Linked DNA regions of Gossypium hirsutum: all the other regions are linked to region 1. A link is a contact called in public Hi-C data. All regions are on one chromosome and are shown on one strand. The core of a region is the stretch at or near the end of the contact, and the rest is flanking DNA. Distances in the headings are between cores, read along the strand shown. Region 1 holds the start of LOC107901634 (cysteine proteinase COT44). Region 2 holds the start of LOC107901595 (probable inactive receptor kinase At5g67200). Region 3 holds the start of LOC107901604 (protein IRX15-LIKE).

Region 1 (4,393 bases), core at 738-3,237:
TGCTAATGAAAAACCAGCAATGGGCATGCAAGATCCAATAGTGAAGCATAGCACAAAGAGGACATCCAGATCAAAACATCGAAGTAAAAGAAAGCATGAACCAAAAACTGACACACAGGTTTCAACAAGGCATTCTGAACAAAGCTAAAATCTTTACCCCGCAACCTATGGAACTGCTGCACCATGAGATTGGACCAAATGGGGGGCAAATGTAGATGGTGTTACCAGTAAATATGGAGAAGCACCTCTCACAACAATCCAGTTTTTACGTGCAATTCAGTTCGAGTTTGTCCAGAGTTTCAAATATTTTTAAAATTTCTTTCTATTCTTTGTACTTTTATGTTTTTTTGGGTCTTTAGTTTGTTGAGGGTGATCAATATTGTGCTTCATTGAGGAATGTTAGCTAAGCCTTTCTCTCTGCCCTTGCGAGATGCTTGTATACTGAAATGCTTTTGGGTTACAAATTTATACATAAAATCTTTTAGTAGGAATTATAGTCCTGTCTTACGTCAAAAACAATAAAAATTTCCATTTCATTTCTAAAACTGCCTCTGGTAAACCAGGAAATAACAAAAGAAAAGTACATTTTCTAAATTACGATTCAATCTTTAAGCCTTCAAGTTCAGTCGATAATCACAGCTTGCAAGTTTTTTAACTTGTGTCTGTTTCTGGAAGGACTAAATAGATTGGAAATGAAGCAAAAAGGGGTAAAAACTGGGAGCGGGTGAGGCAGTGTTTTCAAGCTGATGCTTCGGTAGTTGGCGGTTGCTACGTAAAGACAAAAGAGATGTGGTGAAGAAAGTAAGCGGGAAGGTTCAGTTTTTGTTGTTTGTTAATTCTACCTAAGAGGGTAGGCAGAGTGAGGTTCGTTGGCTGTTTTTTTGGTATGGCATTGGCCGTTAGTTTTGCTCTGAACCTACCAGGGTTTTGTCGATTCCCGTATTAAATGCGCAGCTTGAAAGCCCATAACTCGATAACCTAAAATATCTCTTAAATGTACCTTCACCAAATATGCCAATGCCAATTAGAGTGAAATCCCATGAGTCGAAATTTCCCGCCCCTTTAGGAAGTGAATGTATGAGACGAGATAGATTGCGGCTTGGAAAGGTAATTTGTAGATTATATCTTGAAACCAAAAGAAAAGAAATCTCACAGTGAGTAAATGATTCTCTCGGGATGCTCACATGGAGTGAGTGGCGATATCCATATTCAGATAATTTATATACAAAAAAAAGCAAGTTGGGATATTTCAAAGAGGTTGCACTGAATTTCATAAGCTGAGAAAAAGGAACAACAAAGCATGTTACCCAAGTGCAGTCTTATGATCAACCGCTACCAAACAAATACTATAATATACCAAACAACTACTATAATAGTGCATATCATGTATTTTGCAACTTGCTATACTCTCTTCCTAACATGCAATCAGATTTTTTATATAAAAAAAATAAAATTTTGTGGATTCTATATTTTTTAGCATTGAAAAAGATGTTAATAAACTTACGATAAATTTAAAAAATAAAATAATCTGAACTAATAACAAAATTTGAACTTAAATACTTATTAAGGATTTCATTTAAAATTAATCCATAATAATAAAATCCATTAATTTAAATTTAGAGACAAAGGTAATATAAGATTTAACAACTTAGCTATAGGGGCAATAATTTACCTTTGGTGCCGCCCTGCTTTATCCAAGTTCATATAGACTCGGCTGGCCTTTTCATCTTTCTATTACTTTAGTGATGTTAAATCTTAGGTTCAATTCTGCCTTCAGTCCCCCTACTCTATGAACTTTTAAAATTTATTTTTCAAATGGTTTTTTTACTAAATAATTCCAAGATTTTAATTTAATACTTATTCTATTTAAAATTGAATCAGTTTTTAGGTAAAATTTCAAAGGTCTAATTCCAATTGAAGTATAATTGGACCTACAATCGTATTAGTGTAATTTATAATGCAGAGAGATAGATGTAGTGAGTGGCAATTGCATCAGCATGTCAGAAGTGTCTTCACCCTTCTACTCCCATAACTAAGCATGAGTTCGGTTCGGCCCCCCAATTAGACCCCAAACATTTATTTAATTATTGCACCGTCATGCTTTTAACATTTACCATTTCCATTTTTCTATATAAACCCCGTACCTCTCTCTTTTCTCTTCTCCAAACCACTCCCTCCAATAACCATAACAACCCTTGTCATTTCTCCCATGGCAACCACAGTAACACCCATTTCCACCCTCTTTTTCCTCTTCTTCACCTTATCCTGGGCAACCAGCTTCAGCCAAAATCACTGGAGGAGCGATGATGAAGTGATGAGCTTGTACCAAGCTTGGCTCATTAAACATGGCAAACAATACAACGGTATAGGGGAGGAAGAAAACCGGTTCGATATCTTTAAGGATAACTTGAAATTTATCGACCAACATAACTCCAAAAACACCACATACAAACTTGGGTTGAACAAGTTCGCTGATTTAACTAACCAGGAGTACCGTTCCATGTTTTTGGGTACAAAGAGTGACCCTAAACGTCGAGTCATGAAGTCCAAAAACCCCAGCCAACGCTATGCTTCCCGCGCCGGCGACAGGTTGCCGGAATCTTTTGACTGGAGAGATCATGGAGCCGTTACTCCAGTGAAGGATCAAGGGCGTTGCGGTGAGCTGTTTTCTTTTTTCATTTCAACTTCAAATTAATTTCTTTTTAAATATCAAGCTTACCCGCTCTGTATCGTTCACTTGACCAGGAAGTTGCTGGGCATTTTCAACGATTGCAGCTGTTGAAGGCATAAATAAAATCGCCACCGGCGAACTAATCTCTTTGTCAGAGCAAGAGCTAGTAGATTGTGACCGATCCTACGACGCTGGTTGCGATGGAGGCCTAATGGATTATGCCTTCCAATTCATTATTGACAACGGTGGCATTGACTCTGAACAAGACTATCCTTACCTTGGTGCTGATAATAACCAATGCGATCCAACGAGGGTCAGTTTCCAAAGCTTAATTCTATGACACTATATCTTGTAGTTTATTTGTTTTCGACGTTTGGAGATTGATGCCCTGTTTTTTTCTTTTTGGGATTTGTAACAGAAGAATGCTAAGGTTGTCAGCATTGATGGGTACGAGGATGTTGTTCAATATGATGAGAAGGCATTGAAGAAGGCTGTATCACATCAACCTGTGAGTGTCGCCATTGAAGCTAGTGGCAGAGCTTTCCAACTCTACGAATCGGTAAGCTTGACCTGTTCTGCTTCTCCTTCAAGCCATCCAATAAGTTGATTCGAATTTAAATCCCGTTTATAACTCAGTTGTCAAATGTTTAGGGAGTTTTCAGCGGTGAATGCGGGTCAGCATTAGACCACGGCGTGATTGTCATCGGATATGGCATGGATGAGAACGGTCAGGAATATTGGACAGTGAGGAACTCATGGGGCAGCGGTTGGGGTGAAGATGGATACATAAGGATGGAGCGTAACGTTGATGACCGTGCTGGCAAGTGTGGCATTGCGATGGAGGCTTCCTATCCTGTTAAGAATGGGACAAACATCATCAAACCTTACTGGACTAATGAAGACACTCAGAAAATTAGCAGTGCCTGAGAGTTAAAAATGTGTGCCAGCTGCTGTTTTGGGCCATGGGAGAAGAGGAGCTATGGAAGTTCACTCTCTATTTCCTTGTTTGTTTGAAGTTAATTTATGATTGTTTGTACATATATTTTCATTAGTCAAAACAGCTGATTGGAAAGCTGGTATTGTTGTGATGAATTCAAAGTTTAATCTAGATTTGGCATGATTTTGGGCCTCAAAGCCCCAAGTTGCCGTCTTGGACTTGGACTACCAACTCTGTCTTTGACTCATTATGTTATAGTTATGGTAGTTGCACCATTCAAGTTCTTAGAAACCTCTACTAATTCATGTGTTAATAATTCAAAATTAAAACTTGTCACTCAACATTAATGATATACATATTTCAGGAATTGCACATGAGAGTTGTATTGAAAAATTATTTTAATAAATTAACTTCAAATAAAGACTTGAAAAGTTAAAATATATTTTAAAAAATAATTTTATCTCTTTATAAAATAATATTTTTTATTAATTTTTAATACTATATCAATTAACTTATTATTGCTAATAACTATGAAAATAAAATATAAAAAATTAATAGATCTTGCCCTAAATTATTTTAATTAAATTAGAATTGCATAACAAAATTTAATTAAATAATAAAATAACGGAACTCAATATAGACACAAATGTGATGATGAAAAATTCAAAAACTTATCCAAATCTAATTTTTAAGTCACTGAATTAATAGTTAAATTTGTTATGAGCAGTTGGAGAATCTGTATCTAAAATTAGTTAACAAAGGCAAGGTTTATATAAAAGCTTGAA
Region 2 (4,393 bases), core at 1,261-3,760, 340 kb before region 1:
AGCTACAAACACTAGCAACTTCAGTAAGCATCCCAAGCCAGTGATATTCCCCACCATCATCTTCACGTGTTGCTCTAACCCATTCCAGCATGTCCCGAGGCACAAGCACCGGATGTCGTGATGGAAGTTTGCCTGTCAAAAGCTCCAATAGAAACACACCGAAGGCATAAACATCCGACTTGGGAGTTAGTCGGCGGCTGGATTTTCGAATCTCAGGCGCTTTATAGGCTAAAGAATCAGGATCTTCAGTAAAACAAGAAGAGTCTGCAAGGAGCACAAGGCTGTAGTCGGCGAGGCAAGCTTCGAAATCGGAACCAAGGAGGACGTTGGACGATTTCAAGTTGCCATGGAAAAGCCTTGATGCTTGGTGGATGTAGGCAAGGCCCTCTGCAACATCTTCTGCTATCTTTAAACATGATGTCCAATGAAGTGGCTTTGCCCTAGTTGATCTTGAACCTGTTCATTCATTAAGTCTCGCATCTGTTGTAAGCAATGAATTGGTCTAATAAACTTTGTCTAAGGTACTAACTAAGCCGACCTTTGCAAATAATTCAATTAGCAAATTAACAGCTTCAAATATACAAAACTGAATAAACCTGCAATGGACAAATTGCAAGCTTTTGATAAAAAAAACATCGCTGGAATTGTCGGTGTCAGCCTAAAAAGTTGAAACATTTTTCTCAGTACTTCCACTACTTTTTCGCCATAATTTTAGCTTTAACTTCATCCAGAATCCAAAGGTCGATTGGTCCAGAATATTACCAATTATCAAACAACAATAAAGAAACAGAGGCCCCACTTTAGTTTTCTCTTTACCCACTTTAAACCCTACAGTCTCAAGGGGCAACTGCAACTAAATGCCATAAAACTCGGTAACTCACTTGACAAAACGCAGAAGCAAAAACCCGACAAAAGGATAATTAAAAAAAAAAAAAGAGCATACCATGAACGAGATTGGAAACGCTTCCGTTGGGTTGATAATCATATATCACAAGCCTTTCACCTTTAGCTTGAAAATAAGCTCTAACAGGCACCAAATTGGGGTGTCTCAGCGCCCCAACAGCATCCATATGCTGTTCAAAAACTTCACCGCTGGTTACTGCCGTTTTCCCAGCATCCAATCTCTTCACTGTCAAAATCAATTGCCCATCAATCACTGCCTTATACGTAATCCCCATGCTACCTCTCCCTAATAACTCAGCTGAAGCTCTCATTAACTGCTCTAAACTGTACCCTTCCACTTCCCCATCAACAAACACTAAATTCCCACTCTTTTTCAGCTTCTGAATTTCGTTTATCACTGATTTTCTCTCCGAAACTCCTTCCACTTGGGTTTTTGAGTTCGTTGCCTCGGATGAAGCTGTTGTTGGCTTAGTTTCTTTCGACTCTACTCTCTTTTTACCGCCTTGCTTTTTAACTACAGCTAAAGCTAACAAAACTGAAAATATTATCAACGCAATGCCGACAGTAAATCCAAGGACCATCCCAGGTCTCTGGTGCTTCTTCTTTGGTAAATGCGGCGGTGGCAGAGCTACAATCCCTCCGGAGTTGGCCTTCGGGCTTTGCACTGCCGGACTAGAAGCTGAAGAAGAACCGAAAAACGGTGCACGCGTAGTGCAGGCTTTGTTGATAATCTTCCCACAAAGGTGAGGGTTCAAAGAGAACGCCGTCGTATTGAACTTGGATAAAGTGGGCGTGACCGGTATTTTTCCAGTAAGATTGTTGCCTGAAACGTTGAAGATGAGTAGGAAGGGTTGGTTTAAAGGCGGGACCGTTCCGTTAAACCGGTTCCACTCAAGGCGGAGGATGTTTAACCGGTCCAATGTGGTTAAGTTAACTGGAAGGGGACCAGTCAATTCATTGTAAGAAAGATCGAGGGAGGTTAATCTATGAAGAAACAAGATGGGAGAAGGGAAGGTTCCAGAGAAATGGTTGCGGCCGAGAAACAGGGACTTAAGGTTGTAAAGAGAGGACAAGTCGGGGATGGGACCGGAGAGGGAGTTGTTATGGAGACTGAGAACACGGAGCTGGTCGAGACGGGAGAGGGAGTTGGCGGGAAAAGTGCCAAAGAGGCCGAAATTGGGGAGGAGAAAGCGGACGACGCGGCCTTGAATGCAATTGACGCCTCGCCATTGACAGTAGTCGAAACGCTCGTTGAGAACGTAAAGAAGCTTGTTATGGAGGTCGGCTTTGGATTTGAAGGAGAGGATGGAAACGGCGTCGGATGGCAACATTAAGTTGGTCTGGGGAGGGTAAGTTATAGGCTCAGAGAAACAAGTAAGGAAGAAGAAGAGAAGAAGGAAAGGTATGGGGATGGTTTGGGGCATCGTTCCTCCTGTTTGTGCCATCGCTTTTGTTTCCCCCATTAACCATTATATTTGTAAGAGTCACGTGAAGCTGTGGGGAGACTTGGAGGACTTTTGATGCTTGTTTTTTTGGACCTTTATTATTTATTAGTTATTACTTCCCATTCCCCACTCATTTCAACTTTTCCATTTTATTTCTTCTATTTAACCCCACTAAAATCCCATTTACCATTCCTTCTTTTCTTTTTGGGTTTCAATTTTATAATTTTTCTCTTTTTATTTTTTTCTTGAATTTGATAATTATTTGAATTTATTTTTATTTAAGTTAGATTTTAAATTTAACAACTATATTTTTATTGGGTTTTCAACTTTTTTTTACCAAATTAATATTTGAAAATCATAAATTTCATACACTAATATAAGAATAATTATTAAATTTAAAGATTAAATTTAAATAAAAATAATTTAAAAATAATTATCGAGATTGTGGTTTAACCCAAATATAAAAGGATTCCTTAACTTGAAATGGTAAATAGAGGCGCGAAGACATAGGTGACTGCATGGAAAACTCAGTTGAGTAAATAAATAAAACCAAGGAGGAGAGGAGACAAATATTAGTCATGTGAAATGTAAGGAGGGATGGAAGTCAAACATTAGTCAAACTCTAATTGGTTAGGCTTAGAATATAGAGTAGCCCGTGAGTGGGGCAGAGCAGAGACCCTAAGATCCTCACGTTGCAACGCTTATCAACATTTCAAACACAGCCAGCTAAGCTTAGACGTCTCATGATTCATACAAGCTGATGGTGCCTCAATTATTTAACCCAATTAATCCAAATAATTAGAGAATGTTATGAGATTGTATTTTATTTATTTTGTTTAATAGATGAATAAATTTGTTTCCTTTTTATGTGAGTCCATTTTTTTTATATTTTATCAATTTATAATTTTAAAAACGGGTACAATTCTAATTTATCTATTTTTTTAATAAAAAAATATCAAAATTCAACCTAAACTAGGAGATTTTTACTATAATAATATGAAAAAAAAACTAAAATAGGATGCCCTTAAAATCATATACGAAAATAGGCCATTGCAAGTGATGGAGGGTGGTGCATAGGCGTCACCACCCTCAAATCCAAACATTTCTGACACATTTGCAGGTTAAAAAAAAGAATATGACGAAAAAAATAATAAAATAAGGGTGGAGGATACCCAACAGGCGGCACCGGTGGAGGGTACCCCACAGGCAGCACCAGTCACTGCTCTGCACCGACGGGACTCCTCACTGCCTTTTCTTTTGTTTTATTATGTGTTTGGGGACCTTAAAATGGTCCCCAATTTCTTTGTGTGCGTGAGTGAAGAAGAAGAAGGAGGAGGAGGAGGAAGAGGAGGAGGAGGAGGAGGAGGCGGCATTCGTGAGGGAAGAAAAAAGAGAGAAAAAGAGAAGGAGAAGAAGAAGAAGAGAGAGGGAAGGAAAAAAAGGTAATATTTTTTTTAAGGAAATAATTTTTAATTGTTAATTTAAGGAAATAAATGATTTATATTAATTGTTAATGTTATTATTGTTTATTGATTTTGATTTAATTTTTAAATTTAATTTTTTGTAAGGTATATTTTGGTTAAAAAGAGATATTAAGGTATGTTTGTATTTATTTTATTTTTTATATATATTCATAATTTATTTTTAATTTTTATTGAAGTAAAAAATCCTATCTATGTTATGTACAAAAAATATTTTATTATTATTTTATTTAATTTATTTGATAAGTGTGTTTTAGGTTAATTAGATATATTTTTTATTAATTTTATTTGGCATGTTATATTTTGATTTTTTTTATGTGATGAGTTTTTTTACAAAAATAGTATAAAAATATTAAAAGAATAGCTTAATAGTATATTTTAAAAAATCCGAAAATAAAATAAAAAAGGCCAAATTTAGAGTTTTTTACTAAATTAATATAAATATACTAAAATAATACATATGAAATATTATGTACTAAAATAATAAAAAAATAAAATAGGAAAATAGTATATTTTGAAAAATAAAATCCGAAAATAAAATAAAAACTAACGGCCAAAATCAGA
Region 3 (4,393 bases), core at 1,128-3,627, 280 kb before region 1:
ATAGCAATTAATGTATTGTTAATACCTTCTGGGATGGTTCCACTCCGAAAGGCCTCCTTAACCATGTGGCAGAATTTGAATCTTACCTATGGCCAACAACATTGAAAGAAAAATGGGTGTAATCCATCCGGATCCGGAATCTTTCTAGGCTTTAGGGACCGTGCTGCTTTAGCTTTTTATACGTACGTTAGTGTTGGAAATTTCGGGCCACAGGAAACCCGTTTGAGGAGGAACCATATAGATTCGCGCTTGCAACTTTGGAATAAATCAATGAGGAAATAATATAATTTCGTGACTAACGTTGTAAGTGCAAAATTACCTATCAAAAGGTATCATTCATACAAAGGGCTTGGGCTTCTTTTATCACAAAAGCAATTAAATGTACTTTAGTAAAATCTTAAGCAAAATAAAAAAGGAAAAACTTTAATCGAATGGCATTAAAGTAAATAGCAACCCAGTGAGTAAAAAGGTGAAGAACTAAGTTTGCATGTTCTCAAGAAAATTTGTCTTCAATCATATTTAATGATAAGAAGAAACAAAATTGCTATTATAAAATGATATCCATTTTCTGTATTAAAACATAATCCATCTAGTTGATGTTAATAACTACTCATTTAATTTTTATTTAATGCATCGATGTTACCCAATTTATTATCAAATTTTGTTTATAGTAATGGTATCATTTTTTTCTTTTCAATACTATAATAATAAAAATAATAATTACTAATTAAATATTTTAAAATATCACTTTTATTTCCATCACTAAATACCTAATAAAGATTCTTTAAAAAATCCATGCTTCTTCAACCTCCATCTTGTTATGATTAAAGATGGGGTAATTTGACAATTTTTTTTTATTTTAATTACTTCATTAGTGTTCATCAGTCATAGAATATCTTCCCCATGTTGAAAGCCCCAAACTTTATGTCCCATCTTTGAAGCCAAATGCACTTAAACATGTGCCCTTTTTATCCCTTAATAATGCCCTTCCCTTTAATCTTTCATGCTTTGTGCTCCATTTCAATGAGCAAAAAACATGGATGCTTTATTGGCCAAACAGAACGTTACCAATCCACAAAGGTCATGTCAATGTTGTTTTGTTTTCTTTAATGTAAATTGTAAGTGTTAATTGGACCATAGAACTAAAGTATTAAAGCTGCCCCTTTGGCTAAAAAAGCACAAGAGAGGGGATATTATCTTTGTTGTTTTTTTTCTTTTTAGAAATCTGTTCAGTTTTGTCACTTGAAAACGATGGTGTGAAGCCTTATGTTAGTTTAACCAGTGGCACATGAGAAAAGAGCGTGGTGAAACCCAGGAGAGAACTGTTCAGTCAACTGGCCCATACCCTACCTAATTTTTTTAGGGCTTCATATTTTATATTTGCAATCCAAATGATAAAAGATGAGTTTACTGCAATTTTAACCTCTCTACTATTGAAAATATAATATTTTAGTTCTTACACCGTAATTTTGAATGATAATTAACATAGCATTAAATTAAAAATAAAAAATAAAAACTTAAACAACCATTTAATCTAATACTATTATTCTATCAACAACAAACAAACTAATGTGCAAAATCCAATGCGACTAAAATAAAATTTTATAGAGGGCTAAGCTTTAACCGACAAGTTTAGAAGCATAAAGTAAGATGGTCTGACATTACCTTTTCTGGGCCACTGTAAGGATTGTCACCATTTCCTTGTACTGTAATAACCTTGTTTGAAACAAGTAATGCTATTGATTATATTACCTTGCTGTTCAAGTCATTTGTTAATCTATTCTGTTCATAGCTGTTAAGCCACTGAGATCACTGATTCACATGTATAATTGCACAATCCCATGCCTCTCCAATAAGAAAAGGGACTTACACAACTTTCCTGCAAATATAAATTCCTAATGAACATGATTCCTTAGATCAGCTGAACTTGTTATGAAAAATATGGGTTTTTGGGTTATACTTTGTTCATATATAACTATAAACCAGACTATCAGTTAATTTAAAGGAATATAAAAGAACCTGCATACTTAGTCTGTGACTCTGTTCATTCCAAATCCAGGTTTCTGCAAATGGGAAATTTGGAGCAGGTGAATTGTCACCTTCAAATGGAAACTCATTATTTAAGAAATGGTATATATAAATGTATAAAAAAAAGGTTACTTGAGAATAAAACCCAAAATTGATGAAGGAAAAGCGACATTTGGCTTCTAATTAGTTATCAGGTCACTACAATATTATATTCCCCATCTACTTTCCTTTTGCCCCTCACCAGGCCCCGGTCTTCAACAACGCCTCTTCTCCTCTGTTTCTTTCATACCACTTCTAATTTTGGATAATCCCTTTTCACCATTCTTTCACCCCAAATAATCATCACTTCCATGTTAGTTTTGCAGTGAAAACAAAGCCAACCTACTTTTCAAAACCCCAAAAGCATAAAAAGGAAATACTTAAATGGTTTTCCATGTGGTTTAATTTGGTTTTCTAGAATATTATTAGGTTGACTTTAATGTAATTTAACGTAATGTCACTTCATGTTTGCCTAATCCTATATTGTTTCAACCTTCTTTAAATCAAACCCCATTTTTCTCTGATTCTCTCACCAGTCAAAACATTCTTCTCCACGATTGCAAAAGCAAAAAAAAAAGAAAAAAAGAAATGAAGAACAGTAACAGTAATACCAAGCTAATCCTCCTCCATCCTTATATCCAAAAACAAGGCAGCTCTAGCAGATTATGGCTCCTTGCCTTCATTTCCTTTTTCACTATTGCCTTCCTTTTAACTCTCATATACACCCGAGAGTCTGTTTCCGGTAGAACTACAGCAGCCGTAAGGACAACCGTGAGAGGCCCCGGCTCATCTGTGTCCGCCTTTGGTGGTGGTGGTGGTTCACTATTGCCCACCACCGTCATCAACACCCTTCTCCATTATGCTTCGAGATCCAACGACAGTTTCCACATGACATATGCGGAGCTGAAGCCGATCTCTGATGTCCTACGTAAATGTTCCTCCCCATGCAACTTCCTCGTTTTCGGTCTAACACAAGAAACCCTCCTGTGGAAAGCACTGAACCACAATGGCCGCACCGTTTTCATCGACGAAAACCGGTACTACGCGGCCTATTTCGAAGAGTTGCACCCGGAAATCGACGCTTACGACGTCCAATACACGACCAAAGCAAGCGAAACGAGAGAGCTCATAGCATCTGCTGAAGTACAGATCCGGAACGAATGCAGGCCGGTCCAAAACCTGCTGTTCTCAGATTGTAAGCTGGGAATCAATGATTTACCGAACCATGTTTACGAAGTGGATTGGGACTTGATATTGATCGATGGGCCAAGAGGCGAAGGAGACGAAGGCCCTGGAAGGATGCAACCGATCTTCACGTCGGGGGTGCTTGCAAGAAGCAAGAAAGGGGGCAATCCCAAGACGCATATATTTGTTCATGATTATTATAGAGATGTGGAGAAGATGTCTGGGGACGAGTTTTTGTGCAAGGAAAACTTGGTGGAATTGAACGAAGTGCTAGCACATTTCGTGGTGGAAAGAATGGAAGAGAATAGCTACCAATACTGTCGCAACAAGAACATCAATACATCAAGGAAAGCTTCATCTTCATCTTAGTTCATGAATGTGATGATCATATATACATACAGTCCCAAGCCAAGGTGTCAAGAATGGTATAAAGGAAGGTGAATACGTACGGATTATTTATCATCATTTGAAAACATTTTATAGATGGATCTTTTCTTTGTTGGGGATGGTGTTTGTGTAAAAAATAATTTTGTTTTTGGCAATGAAAATTGTAAGCTCATTGAATCAGAAGATCCAGAACTTGAAAAAGAAAAAAAAAAGACTTTCATAATTAGGCTTTGTATATTGGTATAGTATGCTGATGATAAAAGGTGAAAAAAAGAACACCAGGATGGATAATGTACGATGAAAACTTAGTATGAACAACTATGGTTTGAAATTGTGAAAAGTTATGTGAGAAAATAAAATGTTTAAAAAATATCCTGTTAAAAAAATGATTTTTTTTGAAGTGTAACAAATATAATATAATACAATTAAAGTATAAATAAAAGTTCAAGAAATGTAATTCAAATTAAAATTAATATATTATCTTGTTGGTCATTTAATTTTTATGTCGCTTTTATTTTGGTCACTCAAAATGAAATTCTTATAATTTTGTCACTTAATTTTTAGGTTGCTCTCATTTTAATCACCCAACTATTAAATACATTATGTTTATACTTTCGTTTTATTCACCCAACTTCTATGTTTTTTCATTTTAGTCATCCAAAAAATATTTTTTTCAGTATTGATCGGAATAAAATACATTAAAGTGAAAAGGTGAAAAAGTGGTATAAACTAAGATAATGTTTTAAAACATGTC

Evidence for each region. Hi-C and Micro-C count contacts between places; a contact is called where the count stands out from the background.
Region 2: a Hi-C map of leaf shows a contact between it and region 1, with 4 times the contacts expected there. The contact joins the promoter of LOC107901595 here to the promoter of LOC107901634 in region 1. A contact is called at or near these places in 20 of 34 Hi-C or Micro-C datasets (anther, callus, cotyledon and 5 more).
Region 3: a Hi-C map of leaf shows a contact between it and region 1, with 7 times the contacts expected there. The contact joins the promoter of LOC107901604 here to the promoter of LOC107901634 in region 1. A contact is called at or near these places in 18 of 34 Hi-C or Micro-C datasets (anther, callus, fibers and 4 more).

Annotation. Positions count from the first base shown.
Region 1 is chrA11:35,810,325-35,814,717 of Gossypium_hirsutum_v2.1, forward strand. LOC107901634 (cysteine proteinase COT44) reads left to right here and starts at 1,988. Exons shown (of 4, transcript XM_016827711.2): 1 at 1,988-2,657; 2 at 2,746-2,984; 3 at 3,090-3,230; 4 at 3,323-3,835. The coding sequence starts at 2,210. The coding sequence ends at 3,598. LOC107901623 (probable beta-1,4-xylosyltransferase IRX14) reads left to right here. Exons shown (of 3, transcript NM_001326906.1): 3 at 1-148. The coding sequence ends at 148.
Region 2 is chrA11:35,465,830-35,470,222 of Gossypium_hirsutum_v2.1, forward strand. LOC107901595 (probable inactive receptor kinase At5g67200) reads right to left here and starts at 2,511. Exons shown (of 2, transcript XM_016827662.2): 1 at 944-2,511; 2 at 1-456. The coding sequence starts at 2,366.
Region 3 is chrA11:35,528,608-35,533,000 of Gossypium_hirsutum_v2.1, forward strand. LOC107901604 (protein IRX15-LIKE) reads left to right here and starts at 2,378. Exons shown (of 1, transcript XM_016827674.2): 1 at 2,378-3,856. The coding sequence starts at 2,656. The coding sequence ends at 3,621.